Linked DNA regions of Zea mays: region 2 is linked to region 1. A link is a contact called in public Hi-C data. All regions are on one chromosome and are shown on one strand. Each heading gives the region's core, a stretch centred on a gene start, on an enhancer-like site or on the middle of the called end of the contact. The rest is flanking DNA. Distances are from core to core; before and after follow the strand shown. Region 1 overlaps LOC103653397 (phosphatidylinositol 3-kinase, root isoform). Region 2 holds the start of LOC103653403 (Protein SUPPRESSOR OF MAX2 1).

Region 1 (7,085 bases), core at 4,387-6,886:
TAGATACCTATGTAAATATTTGTTCACGACTCATCTGCTGCATTTGATCACTTTTGAAATTTGACGAAGTAACACACTACTTGTTTGTTGAAAGGAGAAAAATGTCGTTTTATGCCTTCATGTGTACATCACCTAGACTTCATGGCTGTACATTACTAAATTGAATTATTTTAGCACCAAGTGCAATACAACCAAAACACTTAATATTTTTATCACTGTTGCAAGATTGAGTATTCATTCTGAACTTTTAGTTCACCACAAAGCTCTCATGAAACGGAAATTTTACGTGCAACCTTTTTGTGAACTTATGTTGTTTGTCATCATGAAAACGTTTTTGTAGAGAACTACTGGCAGTGTTTTGATTTTTTCCCCACTCCATTGCAGCTTTGTCCAACATCGAAATTGCTAGCTTCCTCCGGTGGTATATATTAGTTGAGCTTCACAGTCCTGCATATGCAAGACGATATTATGGCACATATGACATGCTTGAAAACAGTATGATGAAAGTAGGGTTTTCTTCCCTTTTCACCTTCTTGGTTCTTTCATTCGCTGTCTGTAACTTTGCAGTGTTTATGTATATTGTTGTTTCTGTTCTTGACAGTTGGTTGGTAGGGAGGATGGGGATGAAGATGGATTTCGACTGTGGCAGAGTTTAACCCGGCAGACAGACCTCACTGCTCAATTGTGTTCTATTATGAAGGATGTAAGAAATGTAAGAGGTAGCGCACAAAAGAAAATTGAAAAATTGAGGCAGCTATTATCAGGAGTTTTCAGTGAGCTTACAAACTTTGATGAGGTAAATTTGTATTGTTTGTTAATGCTAAAAAATATGATGGCAGATTATCTTTGCTTCGTAGCTAACTGACTTGTTCGTTTGAACTGATTCCAGCCAATTCGTTCACCATTAGCACCAACTCTTCTCCTAACAGGAGTTGTGCCTCAAGAATCGTCTATATTTAAGAGTGCCTTGAACCCTTTGCGCCTGACATTTAAAACAGCAAATGGCGGAACATCCAAGATTATTTACAAAAAGGGTGATGACCTCCGGCAAGATCAGTTGGTAAGTAACTAATGTTGCTTTACATATGCTATCGAATGGTTTGCTTCAGTTCCAGTCTACACAATATCACCCTCATTACTATGGTTCTGGTTCCTGAAATTCTGAAGTCTGAACGAGTGATAATTATTTATCAGTTTCTTATTTGACATTTTCATTTAATGTAATGATTGTGAGCTATAACATGTAACATTTCAAGGAAGGGTGTCCGTTTAGATGACTTGAGTGGGAGAGGGAATTATGGCTAATTTGTTTCTGTTTGATTATAGGTTATTCAAACGGTTTCTTTGATGGACCGACTACTCAAATTAGAAAATCTAGATTTGCACCTTACTCCATACCGAGTTCTTGCAACTGGACAAGATGAAGGGATGCTTGAATTTATTAGTTCCAGTTCTCTTGCACAGGTAACTTGGTAGTGGAAGCTCTTGTTGCCAAATGCCAAATTTGTTCTTTCCCCTGGAATGAAGCTTCTTAATAATTCTATCTTCAGTTTATTAGTACTCTTTATTTCTGCAAGCTTCATAAAGATTGTTATTTGATATAAGTAGCATGTTCCCAGATTCTATCAGAACATCGCAGTATTACAAGTTACCTACAGAAGTTCCATCCTGATGAGGATGGTCCTTTTGGTATAACGGCTCAATGTTTGGAGACATTCATAAAAAGCTGCGCCGGTTACTCTGTCATTACATACATATTGGGGGTTGGAGACAGGTTTGTCTTCTTAACATCTTCTGGTTTGAAGCACCTCTTTGATAGTAACCTTATGGTTTGTTTTCTGCTCTATGTAATGTAACAAACCGAGGAGTTATTACAATATTATAAGCAGCAAACTAGGATGAGGACAGTGAACTTATTTATGTGTTTACTTCATTTGTTTCTCTTGTGAAGAGTGTCCAGGCATGAAAATATGTAAATCTGTACATAAATAAGTTCACAATATTGCCCAATTAATAATTCAAGTATGGTAGTGCTCATCATGCTTTAATGGAAGTTTGTTCATGATCAGGACATATTCTGTAGCAATGTTTTTACATGCTCTTCCTCTTGATAGATGAATTTACCCATGTTGAACATATACAATGATACAACATATAGAAATGCAAATTTAACAGTGATAACATTTTCCCCTTTCTCTACTCTCTAGGCATCTGGATAATCTTCTTCTAACTGATGATGGACGCCTTTTTCATGTTGACTTTGCTTTTATCCTTGGGCGAGACCCAAAGCCATTTCCGCCACCGATGAAGTTGTGTAAGGAAATGGTTGAGGCCATGGGTGGTGCAGAAAGGTAGTTAGTTGAACAATTTTGCCAAGTCTTTGCTTTTATGTTTCAGCAGATGGATACTCTCAAAAACTTGCTTTTGTGTTTCAGCCAATATTACACAAGGTTCAAGTCCTACTGCTGCGAAGCATACAACATTCTGAGGAAGTCCAGCAGTCTCATTTTGAATCTATTCAAGCTGATGGAGCGATCAGGCATTCCGGACATCTCTGCCGATGAAAGCGGAGGTCTCAAGGTAAATTGGTTATATTTATGAGCTCAGGAGCATGTGGGCTCCACAAGGAGCATTCAAAAACTCAAAATGACATGCTCTTTGTTTGTGTGGTGCATCGTCGATCAGCTCCAGGAGAAATTCCGGTTGGATCTGGACGACGAGGAGGCTATACATTTCTTCCAGGATCTTATCAACGATAGCGTGAGTGCTCTGTTCCCTCAAATGGTTGAGACCATCCATAGATGGGCTCAATATTGGCGGTAACACAAGCTAATGTCGTAGAAGCAAGTGTGAATCTGTACATGGTGAGTTGGGCAATACTTCCCTGTTGTTGTGATATTGTTTGATCTGGGAGTTTGATATTCTCTTGGCAAGCGAACTGATATATTGATTTTTTTGGTTGGTTTTGGTGTTCACTCCAGCTGACTGTCACAAGCCACGGTAATAAGCGAGAAACGACACTGATGGATGGAAGCCTAGGCGCCTAGCATTTGGGGTTCAAGCTGCGCCGCATCTGCGAATTGATTGGGCTGATGCAGGGCATGGGCAATCTTCTCGTGCCGGTGACACCCAGGAATTCGGGTTGTCAGTTGTCACTTGTGATAGTAGAATTCCGTCACGCACTGCTGTAGACCTATGGGCATTCGTCAGATGTATATATGCGTTAATGTATAAAATCAACTTCAGTAGCAAATTTGTGAATACCGGAATACGTGATGGTTTAGGGCCTGTTTGTTTACCCCATGGATTATATAATCTGGATTATTTTTGGAGGATTATATAATCTGGATTATATAATCTGAGTAGTTCTGTTTGTTTACCCAGATTATTTGAGTTGTTAATAGGATTCTTTTGTATGAGGAAGACAAGAATGCCCTCTATATTTGTACTAGGTTGAAACTCATATATGAGATGAACAATGTAACAAACGTTTCTGAGTATTCATAATTTATTACATAAATAATTTTAAAAAATTCAATTGACATTGACAAATATTGCATTAGCAATATTATCACGGAAGGCGAAAAAACGATTCGGTGGATTATAATGGCAATGGTGGGTAATTTCTAGGAAACTTGAAAGGGTAGTGGGGAAGTGGGAAAAAATAATCTGAAATAAGTACCTCCTCACTTGCTTATGGATTATCATAATCTAAGGGGTTAGATTATATAATCTGGGCAAATAAGCTAGACTGTTTGTTTGTCTCTTAGAATTATTTAATCCAGATTATATAATCTGGGGGATAAACAAACAGGCCCTTAAGTTCTTTAGTAGTTTGTAATGATAAGACTAGCCTGCCAGGTGCCAGCAGTCTCAGGAGCATGTGGGCTCTACAAGGAGATTAGCAGCTGCTGGAGCATTATTGTGAAACTACCAAGTCTTATATGATAGCAATATCTTTTGCTCATACAAGTAGTCATAACTCGCAAGTAATGGAAAACATGTCATGCATGAGGAAGTATTGCTGTGACAGGCATATTCCTTGTTGGAATGCTCAAATGGTATGAGGCGACATAGATAAAGTACTTTGTGCCACATAGAATGCTCAGTGGTACGCTCATGATTAACCGAAATACAGAATATTGAGTCTAATACAACGGTCACTCATCATGCCAAAGGTGTCGAATTTAACCAAACCATCAGAGCATTATACAAGATTGTCCAATTTAACCAAACTATCATAGCGTTATACAAGATTTAGTCAATAGAATGTGAGTCTGAGGGGTAGTAAGCACTATCAAATTTAACTTTTTAATCAGGCGCATCCTTATGTAGAAATGTAATAATAAGTGGAAGACGCCAGTTTCAATTATCTACTATACTTCTCAAGGTGCAAGGAGAATAAGTCTTGATACAATAATTTGGTGACAAATGCAAACGTACCTCAATCTTTCTGTTTCACTTATCCCCAATCCAATTTTAGAATAATATTATTTTGGTTAAGATAGTGAATGACTCAAAGCATGAGACAGAGTAATCTAGCATACTAGCAGGTGCAGGCTATAGGTGTACATTTGGGCCGGGCCTGATGGGCCGGCCCGAAGCACGGAAAAAAAAGCACGGCCCAGGCACGACACGACCCGAAATAATTTAGTGCCGGGCCGGCACGACCCGTTATATCGGGCCGGGTTTGGGCCGAGGTCACGGCCCATGAGCGGGCACGAGCACGACCCGTTTAAGGCAGGCACGAAAAGGCCCATATAGAGGCACGAAAAGGCCCATATATTTATTAAAACACACTTCATTCCACACTTTCATATACTTGATAAAGAACACAAAGCTAGAGATAATACTAGTTAGATGTTTTTTTGTATCTTTGAATTAGAGTGTGTGATGTAATTTTACTTTTGTTATGAACATTAGACAATAAACTGAACTTATGAACTTTGTATAGAGCTGATTATACTCTTTTTTCTTCTAACAAAATGATTTATAAACGAGGTAGTCATTGCATAGCTGTGGTAACATTAATACAAATATTAAGTTTGATTTTGTTCAAATTTATTTGTCTTATCTTTTATTTGTTTTATTATTTTGTTGAATTTAGGGCCGTAATGTGAATTTCGGGCCAAAAACTGAATTTCGGGCCAAAAACTGAATTTCGGACTTTTATAATTTCGGGCCGCCCGAAATAAGCCCGGCACGTTTAAGCAATTACGGGCCGGGCCGTGGGCCGAGGGCGAGGCCCATGGGCCGGCCCGGCACGGCCCGAAATTCAAACGGGCCGGGCCGACCCGAAATTCAAACAATATGGGCCTTTTCGGGCTTGGGCCGGGCCGGGCCGGGCGGCCCGAATGTACACCTATAGTGCAGGCCACCATGCAGACATGGGTACTCAAATGAGTACCCAAAATTTTAGTAAAAAAATAAAAAAATATAAATAAAATATGTATACGTAAAACCTACCTATTCAACGGCCCCCACAACCCTTCTCTCTCGTGGCTCTCCCTAACTTCCGCTGGCTTTAGGCTTCGTGCATGTGCGGTTGTGTCATCGTTCGTTGTTTCCTAGCAATTGCCCGCCGCTGCCATCTGCCCACGCGTGCGGCGTGCCCTCGCCGTCAGCCACGCACAACTGTTCACCAGATGTTGTTGTTCGACCTACACCCCACTGTCCACATCCACTACTCTACCGACCGGCCACCGTGACACCGTCCCATTGGCTCGTGAGTCACGCACAGCCATCCACCACGACACCATTCCATCCAATCCATAGACCATAGAATCACTTCAACAATTCAACTCGGTACGATAACTACCGTTTGTTTAGCTAGAATTGAGAAACATAAATTTGGTTCTTCTGGCAATAGCCAATTAACCATGATTATTACATACCAATGTTTTTACCCTTTAACAATTTTGAATACTCATCTTTCAAATCCTAGGCTCACCACTGCATGCTAGTGACAACAAAAAGAATTCAACACATCCTACACATGCTAGTTGCTAATCTCAGCGGATTTAACAAGTATTAAACATGTTCACAGTTTAGAAAAATGAACTTAGCTCAACATAATTGTATCACGGTGAGCAAAATGAGCCTAAGCTTGCCCAAACATCATCATGTACACATGAACATACTACCAATAGCATAATCATATTCTAACAGCTATACACAACAAGCTCAAAATGCTATATGATACATGATGTGATGCAAATATGATACAAAAAGCCAAACTAAAAGCAAAAAGTGCAAAGAAGAGAAGCTCTACGGTACAACTAAAACAACTTCGCTCCTATAAAAAAGAAAACACACACCTAGCTCCCCTCCCAAGTGCGCAAATGTGGCTTAATTAAGGGGTTCGGTGAGGATATCGACAAGCTGTTTATAAGTGTTAACATGTCATAAGTCTATGTCCCATTTCTCATAATGATCTCTTAGAAAATGAAAGCAGACATCTATATGCTTTGTTTTGGAGCATATCACTAGATTGTTTTGCAACACTTATGGAACCAGTGCTGTCACAAATCAAAGGCACTCGCTAAAACTGTGAGCCTAAGTCTCTCAAAGTGGCCATCATCTAAAGCAACTGTAAGTGACAATTAGTGATAGCAACATACTCAACCTCTATAGTGGATTGGGATATGGTATAATGTTTGCGAGAAAACCAATAAACCAGTAAAGAACAAAAAATGACAAGCCCTAGAACTTGACTTGCGATCCAAAGAATGATAGGATTGAAGAAGAGGAATACCAAAGACTAAATTTTGGAGTAAAACAAAGGTACATCATGATCCTTTTGACTACGTACTTATGGGATGTGCACGAGGGCGCCTAAAACTGAGCACATAGACACACAATAATATATATATTGGATCTCACTGCCATCAAGTACAAAAGTGAGCCAACACACTTCTATACTCCTTTTGACAGTGGCGGACCCACAGGTTATGCTGGGTATGCACCGACATACCCTGTAAAACCTTCGATTGCATGTATATCGTATATGTAAAAACTAAATGAAAAAAGAGAAAAAACATAGTGCACTGGACAGTAAGGCGTCATGACGGGAGGCCCATTAGGCC
Region 2 (7,089 bases), core at 961-3,460, 420 kb after region 1:
GTTGGCGTCACCGGCATAGGCCGGAGAGCAGGCGATAACATCCCCACTGAGTTGCCCAGAATTCCAATGCCTCCAGGCCTATAAATTTCAGTAAATTGATCAGATCATCTGTTTTTATTAAGCTGCATACACCAATCAATTTAACCTAAAAGATTAAGCTAATAGAAGGAGGTGGACAATTCACTTATATTATATTCTAACACTCTCTTCATGTCAAGCCTCTTTTACATCTCTGACGTGAAATATAGAAGTGAGCAACAATTATTTTATTTAATTGGGCTAACCAGGATTCGAGCTCAAAACTCTAACCAATTCAACATCAATTCAATACAATATTAGGAGAAGTTAGACAATCCATTTATACATTCAACATTTACAGGATAGAGAGGAAGGTGCAAACATACAAATAAAGAAGTGGAGGCACAAACATCTGCCAAACTTTTTAGATTATCAGAAAAGGCGCCAAACTTTTTATAGTACTAGCAATCATGATGTACTATTCAACTGTAGGAATTTTTGGTTATCGAGTACTATAAACTAATTTTATTATTTTACTCTGGTCCAAGACAACGGAAAAACTGGAACAAGTTTGAGTCACCAACAGCAAAAACAACAAGAACTGCATCAGACATGGTAGATGCAGAGAAGAAAGCGAAAAAGCGCCGAAAAAACATACCTGAGAGCTGCGCCGGCGAGCGGCGCGCTGCGGGCGATAGGCACGGCCTGGAGGTCCCAATCAGCCTCCATGGTTGGGTGGTAGACCTTGCATCGGAGGTAGGTGGCGCACGCGGCTGTACCGACGGCCCAGACCTTACGGCTTCCGAACGGCCCCAGCAGCCGCGCCATCTCCGACACCACCGCCTTGCCCCCCTCTGACGCTGCTGCCGCCGGCCCGTCCACCAGCCACTTGAGATCGCCAAGATCAAGGACCACGGCGCCGTGGTCAGCGAGGATCCTCTGGACCATCGCGCCCAGGTCCCCGATCCTCGCCGCCATGGCGGCCTTGTCGCCGGCGAGCTTGGCGAGGTCCGCCTCGAGCGGCAAGACCTTCGCTCCGGCGAGAGCATGGGAGTCAGACGTCGGGATCCTGCGTACCGCCTCCCTCAGCACCGCATCTGGCCCGGCGTCGCCGACCAGCACCGGGTTGCGGCGCGCCGGCTTGAGCATGACGTCGAGCACCTTGCGTACGTCGTCCCTGCCGCCGCCAACGCCTGCGGCGGCAGCGAGGCGAGGGTTGATGTAGGCGTTGGTTGGGCCGACTCGCGGGAACGGAGAGGGGGACGGGGCCACAGGCGTAGTCGCGGCGACAGTCGGGGTGGACACGACGGCGGCGGCGGAGGGCGACGGGAGCGACTGCTCGATGGTGGTCTTGACGGCTGCGGACGAGAAGGAGGCCTCGCGCATGACGCGGCTGACTGACGGGTCATCGAGGATGGAGAGGACGAGCTGCTCGAGCTCGACCTTGACGGCGAGCAGCGGCTGCTGCGCGGCCTCGGGGCACCCCCGGCGCTGCTGCGCCTGCGCGCGCTTGAGCGCCGCAACGAGCGCGTTCGACACGGGCGGCCCCGACGCATGCGCCGCTGCCGAGGCCGCGGCCGCGGCCGGCAGCCTGTCGAGGGCGACGGAGAAGCAGAGCTCGAGGGCGCGGCACTGCAGCGGGTGAGCGCCGCCGGCGCCACCAGCGGCGCCAGGTCCAGCACCGGTGGCGGCCGCGCGAGCGCACGCCTGGCGCAGCAGACCGGCCGGCGCGGCGAGCAGCGCGGCGGCGACGTGGAGCGGCGTGGTCTGGCCGTGCCTCCTCCGCGCGGCCTCGTCGATGGCCCGCGCCAGCGCCGCCGCCGCCTCCGGCGTGAGCGTCTGCTGGATGGTGCTGAGATCCGCCCTCATCGCTGCCGCCCGCCGCTCATCAATCGATCGGAGAGCGCACCGAAAAGGAATCCCCTTTTGGCTGGGTGACCAGGTAGTAGTTGTTGCTCGGCGCCGCCCTGGAAGTCGGAGGACGTCGGCGCCTCCGAGGGTGGAAAAAGGAGAGGCTTGGAGGGGAGCGGAGGGGGTAGTATCGAGAGAGAGAGAGAGAGAGAGAGAGAGAAGGAGGGAGTCCGGTGAGAGCAGAGAAGGCGAGAACTGAAGTAGTAGTAGGCTAGTAGCAGAGGAGGGGCGAGAAAGGGAGGCGAATAGAATCTTCGTCTCCTACAACATCTTCCCGACGTCGCATTTTACCACGACACCATCTTGTTTTTACCCACGCGATCCATGGAAGGAGGCGAACAGATTTTTTTTTCCTTGTTTTTTTTCTGTTATTATAAATAAATTGTGTACTCATCCGGCGCGAATTAGTATTTGCATTAGCTCTTAGGCTAGCCGCAGTGAATGACTAGAACCGGAACGCTATGCGGATAGAGTTAACGTGAGTGCTGCAGCCGTGTACTGGGACCGGTACGCTAAGGCAAGCAAGCAAACCGGAAACCTTAAATGTAGAGTTGCAGCAACGTCTACTGCATACGTCTGCTCCGTGCACCAGGAGAGAGGCGGGGCCGGAGGCAGCAAAGGTTGTGGGACCCGAGGCGGGGCACCAGGAGAGAGAAATAATAGAATATATGGTATAGAGTAAACATGAGTGCGGAGGATTGTGATATAGAGTAAAGAATTTTGCTGACCAGGACAGAATATTCTTTTTAGGGTAGAAATTTAGAGTAGTATGAGTGCGGATAGCCTTAGAGCCTATAGTTAGGAACTCTTTGGAAGGGTTTCACTTTAAAAAGTTTAGGTATACTTTAGTTTTTTCTATCTAAATAGGTCTAAAGTTCTAGCTTTTAAAAAATAAACTAGAGACCATCTTCAAAAAAATTACGAAGCTCCTCAAAGGAAGTTTCAAAAACACTATATTCAGAGGCGAATTTAGAGGGTTGTCGGATCAGCCGACCCCGAATCTTTACTACTAATTAAGTATGTACTGTAGGCGTCCACTGGTGCACATTCTGCCGGCTCCCGCCTCGCCCGCGGATCCCCACCCTCCTCCCCAACGCCCGTGAATCCCTCACCCTCCTCCCCACCGCCGCCGCTCGACCACGGTTTCGTCGCACTCCTTCCTTCGAGCGCTCCTCGCATCCCGCTCGCCCGCCGCGCTCGATTCCTCCTTCCTTCGATGGCGCTCCTCGCATCCCGCCCGCCCACCGCGCTCGGCCGGCTCACCAACCTCCGCGCGCTTTCGCTCTGCTCCAACCGCGTCCTCGGGACCATCCCCAACAACGTGCTCCAGCTGCCGGGCCTCAAGGCGTTGTTCCTGCAGCACAACCTGCTGTCCGGCCCCATCCCGCCGGGAATCCAGAGGCTCGGCGGCCTCGAGCGCCTGGTCCTCTCCTACTTGTCGGGTCCCATCCCCTTCACGCTCAACAGCCTCACCGCGCTACGCGTGCTCAGGCTCGACGGCAACCGCCTCTCCGGGAGCATTCCCAGCATCAGCATCGCGGGTCTCGGCTCCTTCGATGTCTCCGACAACAACCTCAACGGCCCCATCCCCAAATCGCTCTCGCACTTCCCACGGGAATCCTTCGTCGGGAACCTCCAGCTCTGCGGGGACCCGCTTCCGCCCTGCAGCAGCCCGTTCTTTCCCCCAGCGCCGTCGCCCGGCGGGCCCGGCCCCGCGCCGGGCTCATCCAAGAAGCAGAAGCTCTCCGGGGCCGCAATCGCGGGTATCGTCGTGGGTGCCGTAGTGGTGGGGCTCCTCCTCCTCATCGCCACCGTGCTCTGCGTGGTGTCCAAACGTCGTGGCGCCGACGCCCGCGACATCCGCGGCGGCCAGGGGGCAGCCCCCGCCGGCGTCCGGCGTGGGCAGCGTCTTGACGTCCTCGTCCAAGGAGGACCTCGGAGGAGACGCATTCGGGTCGGCCGCGGCAGTCGCAGCGGCGGCCGCCGCCGCCGCGGGGGAGCAGAGCCGACTGGTGTTCGTTGGGAAGGGCGCCGGGTACAGCTTCAACCTGGAGGACCTGCTGCGCCCGTCGGCGGAGGTGCTGGGCAAAGGCAGCGTGGGGACGTCGTACAAGGCAGTGCTGGAGGAAGGCACGACGGTGGTGGTGAAGCGACTCAAGGACGTGGCGGTGCAGCGGCGCGAGTTCGACGCGCACATGGAGGCGCTCGGCAGGGTGGAGCACCAGAACGTGCTCCCCATCCGCGCCTACTACTTCTCCAAGGACGAGAAGCTCCTCGTCTACGACTACCTCCCCAACGGCAGCCTCTCTGCCATGCTCCACGGTCAGTGTCCAACCTCTTTTCATCCTCGCGCTTACTGGAGATCTTGTCTGTGTGTTACTGTGGACCGGAATCAGGGATTGAAAATCTTACTATATGTGCAGTATTGATTTCTGGTGGAGGCATTGCTCATGGCATAATATTTGACATCATGCAAGAAAGATGCAAATACAAAATACGAGATGCTACAACTATATCCTACCGCCTTTGAAATATTTTGTGGCCTCGAAAACATTCCCCATGATCTAACTGTGGGTCTATAAACATCTTCATCTTCTTCTGTCTCAATAACAGTTGAAGGGGGTTCTATCCCAGCCTTGTCAGCTTCATTTGGTATAGTAGTCGATTGAGATGCTTCCCCTAACTCCCCGTTGTCTACCGGTTGGATTTCAGTTCGGCGAGGAGACTTGTCGAATTTGCTCGGGTCTCCAAATATTATGTCCACCTCAGGAAAATTGTCATCTCGTAAAGGCTCAAAAGCTGGAGCTAGCCCAGGTGGTAGACCTTTAGAACATTTTTTCTCAAAGAAGTCGAGACCCAAAAAATCAGCCTCATCAAACTCGTACCCTCCTCTCTTGCCAAATGAGACTTCTTCACTTGTGGCATCCAAATGGTCAGCTTTTTATTAGTGAAAATTGTATTTATTTAGTTCATCTGCAGTTATGTTTTCTGACATCATGCATAATATTTGAGGAAACGCCAGTCTATCCTGATGGGCGGGTTTGTATCTCTATTCTTCATCCACCCGGTGAAGATCCAAACGGTTATGAGCTCGCAAGTGAGCGATGGACACCTGTGCACACAGTATGGCTTCGTATACTTTGTTTACATACCTTTTTCCCCATTTTTATCTTCTGTTCTCCATTATGAAGCCATTATTATATTACCAAATTTACTGGGATGTATCATCCAAACAACATTCAGAAGTTCACTGGTAGATCTGTAATGGTGAAGTTGCAGGGGTTGCCTCCCCATTTATTCTGATGATTATCTTGTTCTAATGATTATCGTAATCACCTCTTATTCTGATGATTATTTTGTGTTTGATTGCCTAGTAAATTCTCAAGTCGTCTGTGCAGTTTTTGTTTTGTTTACAAGAATGTCCCTTGATCTCATGATATGGTGACTTGTGAAGACTTTGGATAATCAAAATGTTTGAGGATTAGGCTTTGGTCAATTTGATTGTGCCTTCCTGAGACAATCGGTGCTGCCCTCTTTTGGCATAGGTTTCTGGACCTTTGCAGTCCTAAAAAAATTCAACCTAGCAGTAATGCAGTATATATTCTAGCAGTTGTACCACAACAATTTATCCATGGATCATAAGCAACTGCACTAATCAAACTGAGACCAAGTCACCAAGAACGATATTGTCTGGTAGCTATTGAGACTAAGGATGATATTAATTGGTAGCTGATGAAGATATACCATAAACTTATGGGTTCAATGAACATAAATTTTAGTGAGGTGGGCAAGGGCTACAAGGAGCCATTTTATATAACCAAAGTAAGACTGACTTCATGTGGCGTTTTGGGAGATACAAGGTTCAAAATAGTAATTGACCTTATAACTCAAAAATTGTTAGCATGAACAAGGCAGAGGCATTTTCAAGTTCAAAAGATTGAAAAATGAGAATCATAACTGGTACGGGTTTGTATAAATTATTTAATTCGTCCAAAGAAATTTCAAATATTATCCATCACGTGCCCGATGAACTTGATATATTATCGGTACTACACCAGAGGACAAATCAAAGACAGTCATGAGCATCACATTCTTTTTTTTCAATTAAAAGAAAGTGCACTAAGTATCCCAGGTTACTACAAAGCCAGAAAATGTTGTATGGGTATTAGACTTTATGGACTAAACAAATATTTCTTTTGGTCTCAAGTCATGTATTTTGACTATCTTTTTTGATAACCTTTCGTTTTTGTTCAGTCCAGTTGACTGCATTCTTTGGACTTTAGCTGCGCGATCTGTGCCGAAAGCATTGAGCAATTGCAGTTGAGTCTACAGGTGCAGTCGACTTAAGTGCAGAGTGCAAAGGAACAGTTTCGTCTCCTAAACATCCTATGTCAACCAGTTTCAGCAAACTGCAAGAGAATTAATTCACTTAACATGGAAAATGTCATATCAACTAAGATATTCCTGATTTCATAACATGTTGTCCCTTTATAGTTCTAGAGTTCCATTTTTTTTAAAAAAAGTTTGTTTGTTTTGCAGTTTTCTATAGATTTACCCAGCAAAATCACCCAGCTTGGAAGCCAGCAATGACACCTGGATTTGTAAGTTTGCTCTGATCCTATTGACAGGTTTGACATAGAATGTCACTTTTAAATTTTCTCCCTAATAAGATACTCCCTGCATCTGCATCCAATTTTGATCTTTGTATGGGCAGCGAGATCAAATAGTGTGCATGCATGTTATATTGATTATTTTGCATGTAGCCAGTATAGACAGCAAAGCTGCATGTATGTTCTCATGTAGGTGAGGTGAGGGATATCCTAGAAGAGGAAAGACTGTACCAGGGGGGTCCTTAGGAAACTTCACTATGGGGTCTCGTAGTCTCTTTGTCGTTCTAGCATTCTCAAACTAGCCCTCACCATGACAGCTTTTTCCTTCCAATTTGGTTCCCTATTTATATATATTGGTTATTTAAGGTGCTTTTACAACATGCATTGGATAACCACCCCAAACATGCATTTAAGGTGCTTTTACTTTACTGTTTTCAGTTAACAACAAGTTTCGTTTCTCCCTTAGGATCAAAATAACTTTGAATCGGGTATTGATACTATATCAGATAGATGATTTCTTCTTTATTAAAGTTTATGTAGCCTGATGCAA

The links. A called contact is a pair of places that touch in the nucleus more often than the background predicts.
Region 2: a Hi-C map of tassel shows a contact between it and region 1, with 4 times the contacts expected there. The contact joins the promoter of LOC103653403 here to the enhancer-like site in region 1. A contact is called at or near these places in 6 of 25 Hi-C or Micro-C datasets (bundle sheath, ear, endosperm and 2 more).

What each region holds. Positions count from the first base shown.
Region 1 is chr4:74,545,330-74,552,414 of Zm-B73-REFERENCE-NAM-5.0, forward strand. LOC103653397 (phosphatidylinositol 3-kinase, root isoform) reads left to right here. Exons shown (of 18, transcript XM_008680312.3): 10 at 385-506; 11 at 602-796; 12 at 890-1,060; 13 at 1,327-1,464; 14 at 1,620-1,774; 15 at 2,208-2,351; 16 at 2,436-2,580; 17 at 2,686-2,864; 18 at 2,982-3,500. The coding sequence ends at 2,823. Among protein-coding and RNA genes, the nearest start is that of LOC109946023, 5.6 kb to the left of the region's middle. Within about 2 kb of position 5,637, at least 15 of the 20 cell types and tissues checked have an H3K27ac peak or open chromatin away from gene starts, as enhancers often do. A contact at or near this core is called in bundle sheath, ear, leaf and 1 more, where this site is marked.
Region 2 is chr4:74,965,444-74,972,532 of Zm-B73-REFERENCE-NAM-5.0, forward strand. LOC103653403 (Protein SUPPRESSOR OF MAX2 1) reads right to left here and starts at 2,211. Exons shown (of 3, transcript XM_008680320.4): 1 at 677-2,211; 2 at 1-78. The coding sequence starts at 1,887. It also overlaps the pseudogene LOC103655348.